Linked DNA regions of Danio rerio: region 2 is linked to region 1. The links are chromatin contacts, called in public Micro-C maps. All regions are on one chromosome and are shown on one strand. The core of a region is the stretch at or near the end of the contact, and the rest is flanking DNA. Distances in the headings are between cores, read along the strand shown.

The links. A called contact is a pair of places that touch in the nucleus more often than the background predicts.
Region 2: a Micro-C map of caudal fin shows a contact between it and region 1, with 6 times the contacts expected there. The contact joins the enhancer-like site here to the promoter of usp33 in region 1. A contact is called at or near these places in 4 of 18 Hi-C or Micro-C datasets (caudal fin, embryo, hematopoietic stem cells and 1 more).

What each region holds. Positions count from the first base shown.
Region 1 is chr2:9,058,688-9,061,860 of GRCz12tu, forward strand. It overlaps usp33 (ubiquitin specific peptidase 33), which reads left to right and starts at 1,559. Exons shown (of 24, transcript NM_213227.1): 1 at 1,559-1,743.
Region 2 is chr2:9,187,882-9,191,054 of GRCz12tu, forward strand. ak5 (adenylate kinase 5) reads right to left here. Exons shown (of 14, transcript NM_001100084.1): 14 at 1,722-1,787. The coding sequence ends at 1,722. Among named protein-coding and RNA genes, the nearest start is that of zzz3, 40 kb to the left of the region's middle. Within about 2 kb of position 1,695, at least 17 of the 62 cell types and tissues checked have an H3K27ac peak or open chromatin away from gene starts, as enhancers often do. A contact at or near this core is called in caudal fin, where this site is marked.

The DNA of each region.
Region 1 (3,173 bases), core at 309-2,808:
ATGTTTAAGTACTATTATATACCACTGAGTTATCAATATGGTCCCTTTAAGTACAAATGTGTATCTTTGGAAAAGGTACCACCACCCCAGTGACAGCTCACGTACCTTTATTTCTGAGAGTGCACCTCGCATATGAGAAGTCGTTGCAATTTTATGTTCTTTTGCCCTTTAGGACTCCCATATCATTTTGTTTTGACAAATGTACAAGTACAGAAGCCAGGCATGTCTAGGTGCTATAATCATTTAGTGAGGGGAAATGAAATTGAGAAGAAATTTCTAGGGCCAGCTAGTGAGTGCTGTGCAGGTAAACCTCACTCCTCTGACCTCTAAAGGTGCTCTAGCAACAGATGCTAGAGGCCATGGTCTTTAGCCTCCTTGGTAGAGCAACTGACTCTCATGCGGAAGGTCGCCGGGTCAATACCAGCTCGGAGCGGGTTGGGTGGCGTAGGACCGGCGGGGTTACATTGGTGCCGTGACCCGGATGGGAGTGAGGCTTAGGGGGGTGAGTGTAATGGAGGCCAGGTAGTGTGTGCTGTGCAGGTAAACCTCACTCCTCTAACCTCTAAAGGTGCTCTAGCAACAATCGTTAGAGGCTATGGTCTTTAGCCTCCTTGGTAGAGCACGCGACTCCCATGCGGAAGATCGCCGGTTCGATGTCACCTCGGAGCAGGTTGGGTGGCGTAGGAACAGCGGGGTTACATTAACAGACTTTTACTAGTTCACTATTTTAGTTGTGTTCAGAACTTCAACATGTTGATGAGGAAAAAATATCTTTATTATGTTCATTCATTTTCTTGTCGGCTTAGTCCCTTTACTAATCCGGGGTCGCCACAGCAGAACCGCCAACTTATCCAGCAAGTTTTTACACAGCAGATGCCCTTCCAGCCACAAACCATTTCTGGGAAACACACACACACACACACACACAATTTAGCTTATCCAATTCACCTGGAGGAAACTCACACAAACGCAGGGAGAACATGCAAACTCCACACAGATACGCCAACTGAGCCGAGGCTCAAACTTGCGACCCAGCGTCCTTCTTACTGTGAGGCGACTGCACTACCTACTGCACCACTGCTTTGCCTCTTTAATATTGATGGAAACTTTTAGCACTGTCACTTGCCTGATCAGTGTTGGATGTGTTGAGGGGGCATGCAAAACTTGAACCCGCATACACCTTAGTAAATGTGTAGTTGCGCCCCTTTAAGGGGGGTAATAATATTGACCTTAAATATATATATATATTTTTTTTATTAAAACTGCTTTTATTGTAGTTGAAATAAAAAAATAAGACTGTGAAGAGGATGTGAAGAGACTTCCAAACATCATAACAAAACCTGAAAACACCATCTATCATTTCTAAACTGAGAACGCCTGACAATAGTGTAATTCAGTGTTTGGCCAAAGGGTGGCGGTTGGGTAGGGGTTGATCCATGGGGATCAATGCGCATCTACGAGTGGTTCCGCGCGTCCACACTAGGAGGCGTCGCCGCTACCGATTCCCCCATTCACTTTCATTCACAACCGGAAGAAGCAGTTTGAATGTGTCATACCATGTAGCTCCAGTTTGAAGTTGAAGTGTCTGGTACCAAGCGTTGGAAAAACCACTGTCTGCAAACCGAGGAACATTACAGAAATGTAGCTGAATGACCGAGGGACGTCTTTAAACCTCCGCTATCCTCATCAGCAGATTTGAAGCGATAATCGGTTAATTTTTAAACATCGTGCATTTCCCTAGAGGTAAGCTAATATTATATCATCGGCTGTTTGCTTATTTTAATGTGTCGTAATTGAAGCTTTCCTTCCAACTTGGTGTTTAGTTTATATGAAGCGGTGCCTTGATTGAGCTATCTTGTAACTGTGGTGTTGTGAAATGAGCTGATGCAGACAGAGCTGTCAGATGATGTGCAGCGCACTGACTTTAGCTTTAGCCCGCCGCACATACACACACGCCTCCTTTCTGCAATATCTTCGCACTAAACACGCTATTTAGTGACAGTCTACTGGGATTTCAGCCGCTCTTGTGCTTGTGACGGTAGAAAGATTTATAATCCAAGGAAAAATGTATGGGGATGTATGTGCGTGACAGCCTGAAGCTAGTTGCTAACTAGCCTAGCGAAGATTCTGGCTTATGCTGACGCGTTACTGGACTGACGTCACGCACAGCTGTAGAGGCCTTGACTGTACATTACAGCACCATGCTATGCGAGTGTACTGTACAGCATGTTTACAATAATAACGAGCATATTAATCATTGTCAGCTGAATAATAATTACTTTGAAGCATTCATTTTACTGCTAACAATTACTCACTGAAATGTTCTTGTACTTTGTGTTACCGCGTTCTTGGACCTTTGCTTTTTCTAGAAAGTGTCATGTAATAGTTGAGTTATCTTGGTTTATTGGAACTTATCTGCAGCGTTTCATTTGATTGTTTTGTGTACAAAACATCTCTGCTGAACTGCATAGTCAGTTGTTGTGTTTTTAAAGATAACATTTTGATGGCATTGTTGAAATTGGATTATGTAATGTAAAAGTGCTATGAGATTGCACAGTATGTGCACACCATTTAACATTTCTATTATGCATATGCATTTGGGATTTTTTGTTTATTAATTTATCAGTTCCAAAAGACAAATTCAAATTGAGGTAAAGTTGGTTATATATTCGCACATATTAGTTTGAACAGTGACATCTTGTGACACATTCTATACCAAACTATATACAGTCTATATCCAAACTCAGTTCTGGAGGGCCGGTGTCCTGCACAAGTTTAGCTCCAACTCTAATCACACACACCTGTTTATAGATTTCTAGTCATCTTGAAGACACTCATTTGCATGTTCAGGTGTGTTTGATTAGTGTTGCAGCTAAGCTATGCAAGAGACCGGCCCTCCATTAAAAAGTTTGCCCACCCCTGGTCTATACATTACCTGACAAGGGTTCCCGCGGGATCTAAGGGTGCTTTCACACCTGTGAATCGATTCAGTTGTTCCGAAACAGAGATTACAATGGTTACATTGTTGCTCTTTGCTCTTGGAGCGGTTTGCTTTCACATTGCAAAGTTTCTAATCGGACCAAAAGAGCTAAAACAAGTCACGTGCGAGTAAACTCTCCTCACATTGGTCAGAGTCACAGTCCCGCTAAGCTGTCAGGAGAGGTGGTGGTTTG
Region 2 (3,173 bases), core at 445-2,944, 130 kb after region 1:
TTTAACGACATAATTATGCCGTTTTTACGAGAAAAGATGTCGTCATAAAAAGATAATTGTCATTTTTACAAGAAAAGATGTCCTTTTAACATGATAAAAACGGCATAATTATGCCGTTTTTACGAGGAAAGATGTTGTTATAACTAGATAATTGTCGTTTTTACGAGAAAAGATGTTGTTTTAACGACATAATTATGCCGTTTTTACGAGAAAAGATGTCGTCATAAAAAGATAATTGTCATTTTTACAAGAAAAGATGTCCTTTTAACATGATAATTATGTATTTTTTTGCGAGAAAAGTCCTTTTAACAAGATATTTATGTATTGTAATTATTATTTTTCATCCAGCAGATGATCCTGTATAGAACGGTGATATAAATGAAGTTAGTGTTGTAAATTTGTTCCTTTTGAGTGCACATGCATATTAGATCAGGCAACCTGAAAATATTCAGATTTTGATTCGGACCCCTGCAGAAAAATCCAGATTTAAACAGCCTAGGATGGTTGGCTGGTTTTAGCTAGTCGACCAGCCTGGTTTTAGAGGGGTTTTGGCCAGCATTTGGTTTCCAGCATTTCCACCCTGGTTTTAGCTGGACAGGTTGGGAGATGATCAGCTAAAACCAGCTTGACCAGCCTAGCCAGGCTGGAAGCTCAGCCAAAACCAGCTATGTCCAGCTGGTTTTAGGTGGTCACTTTCCAGCCTGACCAGCTAAGACCAGGAAACCCCTCTAAAAATCAGGCTGGATGACCAGCTAAACCAAACATCCTAGGCTGGTTTAAGCTGGATTTTTTAGCAGGGACAATTAAAATATAAATTAATGAGACAGTTGTTTAATTTTATTGGTGATTCCAAATATGTAATGTACTCCTAAGCTTGGCAAATAGTTTTATAGTATTTGATGTTTCCCCATTCAGACAGAATGCCAGAGAGCCTTTTTAAAGAAGGCCACCAAGTGAAATGACTTGCCTTAAAGGGACTTTGACCTTTGTTGTAATTACGCGTTCTCTAGTGGCATACGTATCTTGAACTTTAAATTATTTGTACATTCACCTTTAATCACAACATCAAGTCTTTTAAGGGAAGACAAAAATAGAACTGTTAAACATATGAAATGTCTTTTATTTCACTTTGGTTGATAAATAAGAATACAGTTACCAGACCTCATTGTGAAATCGATCCGTGTGAACGCCAGACTGTGAAATTCAAACCATCTCCAGCTCATTCATTTCTGCATTAAATATACAGCAAATCACAATTCTGGCATGCTTGGCACAATATAAATGATGAAGTATAAATCACAAAGCCTCTCCAGCGGCTGGACCTTCATGCTGATCAGGTTTGCTAATTTCATTGCTCAAGGATACTGACAGAACAAGTCCAAAAAAACAGCAAAACGGCACCATAAATGATCCTCATTTGTGTTTTATAGAGCTGAAAGTTAGCTTAAGCATTAGCACAGCACAGGTTCAATACCAAGAGATAAACACTGCCGATTTGTTGGGTTGATATATTTACAGTGAACAGCGATAGTGTGAAATAAGCAGGTGCCGGTGGCTGGTTGGTAGTTTTCCAAGTGGGTGTGTGTACCATTTAGAAGCTGATCGCAGGCGAGTGTTTGTTTGTTTGTTTGTGTGTGCGTGGAAATGTACCGTGGAGTAAGTCTGAAGTGAAAGTGTAGGTGATATTTCTGTCCTCCAGGGGGCAGTGCCAGTCCAACTCTCTAGCAGGAGTCTAAGACCACGCAGATGTGCTCAAAGACGTCTTCCGGGGGCTGTTCAGCATCAATCTACATACACATACACAGACACACACACACAGACACACGGCTGTTAGAAATCATAAGCTGAAAAGTAGGGCATCAACCCACAGGAGAACTGTCATACACAGAGCTAATAAATCCTATGAACAATCTGTAGAAGCTCTGAATGCATTCACTTTTTGCTTACAGATACAGCTTTATCTGTTTATTTTGTCATCATCATCATCGTTAGATATGATTACAGTGTAACAAATCTAATTGTATTCTGCCAACACACACCACCTGACAGAAGTTTTGTCATCAATCGTAGTTGTAAGAGCAACAAATAATAACTTGACTTCTAGTTGATCATTTGGAAAAGATCAAAAAGGTTGATTTTTCAGATGAATAATCTGTTGATCCGCATATTAATCACAACACATACCATAGAAAAGCAATTTGAACCCGAATTGACCCAATATTTGCACAGAATCAGTTAAGTTTGGTGAAGGAAAGATCATGGTTTGGGGTTACATCTAGTATGGGGGCGTGTGAGAGATCTGCAGAGTGGATGGCGACATCAACAGTCTGAGGCATCGAGACATTTGTGCTGCCCATTATAATATAAACCAAAGAAGGTCGATGTGCTTGTTACGTTTCACGTATGTTTTTTGTGGTGTTTTGTTGTTTGTTTTCTGTTTTACGTTCTCTCTCTTCCGCTGTTTATCCTGTCATGTTTTAGGTGTCCAACCATTGGTTGAAGGAGCTGTCAATCACCATCAATCGTCAATCAGGAGCTGGTTCGCATAGTATGAAAGCTGTGCGCTTTCGCTGTTCTCCAGGTACCCTTGGCTCACCGCCAGTCTCCTCACTTCTGTCGGCCGGCCTGTTCTCTTGTAATTGTTTGATTAGTTTGGTTGCTGTTGTTGTGTTCTATTTTTCCCCTGATTAAGTATCGATTTATTAGAAAAGCTTGTGCAGCTCAGTTTAGTATCTATTAAGAAGTTGAACGATCTTTATGAGAATTGGATTAGATGAGATATTGTTTTGCTAATGGATAACTGTGTACTTTACGAGAACTCTAGTAATGTGAGCAGCTTAGTATCGCTAGTTGATAATTAGTTTATGGAGGCGTTGCCACATATAATTATGTTTTGAAGTAGTTATGAAGTTTAGTTTGGCCACGTGCTGAAGATTACGATTTTGTTTCTGTATTTTTCTTTGGTTAGTTAGTTTAGTGTTTTGGGGTTTAGTTAGAATGTTTGGTTATATTTATTTCTTTGTTTGGCAACACTCCTGTTTTCAGTCATTTATTTTCTTGTCGGCTTAGTCCCTTTATTAATCCGGGGTCGCCACAGCGGAATGAACCGCCAACTTTTCCAGCAAGTTTTTATGCAGCGGATGCCCTTCCAGCCACAACCCATCTCTGGGAAA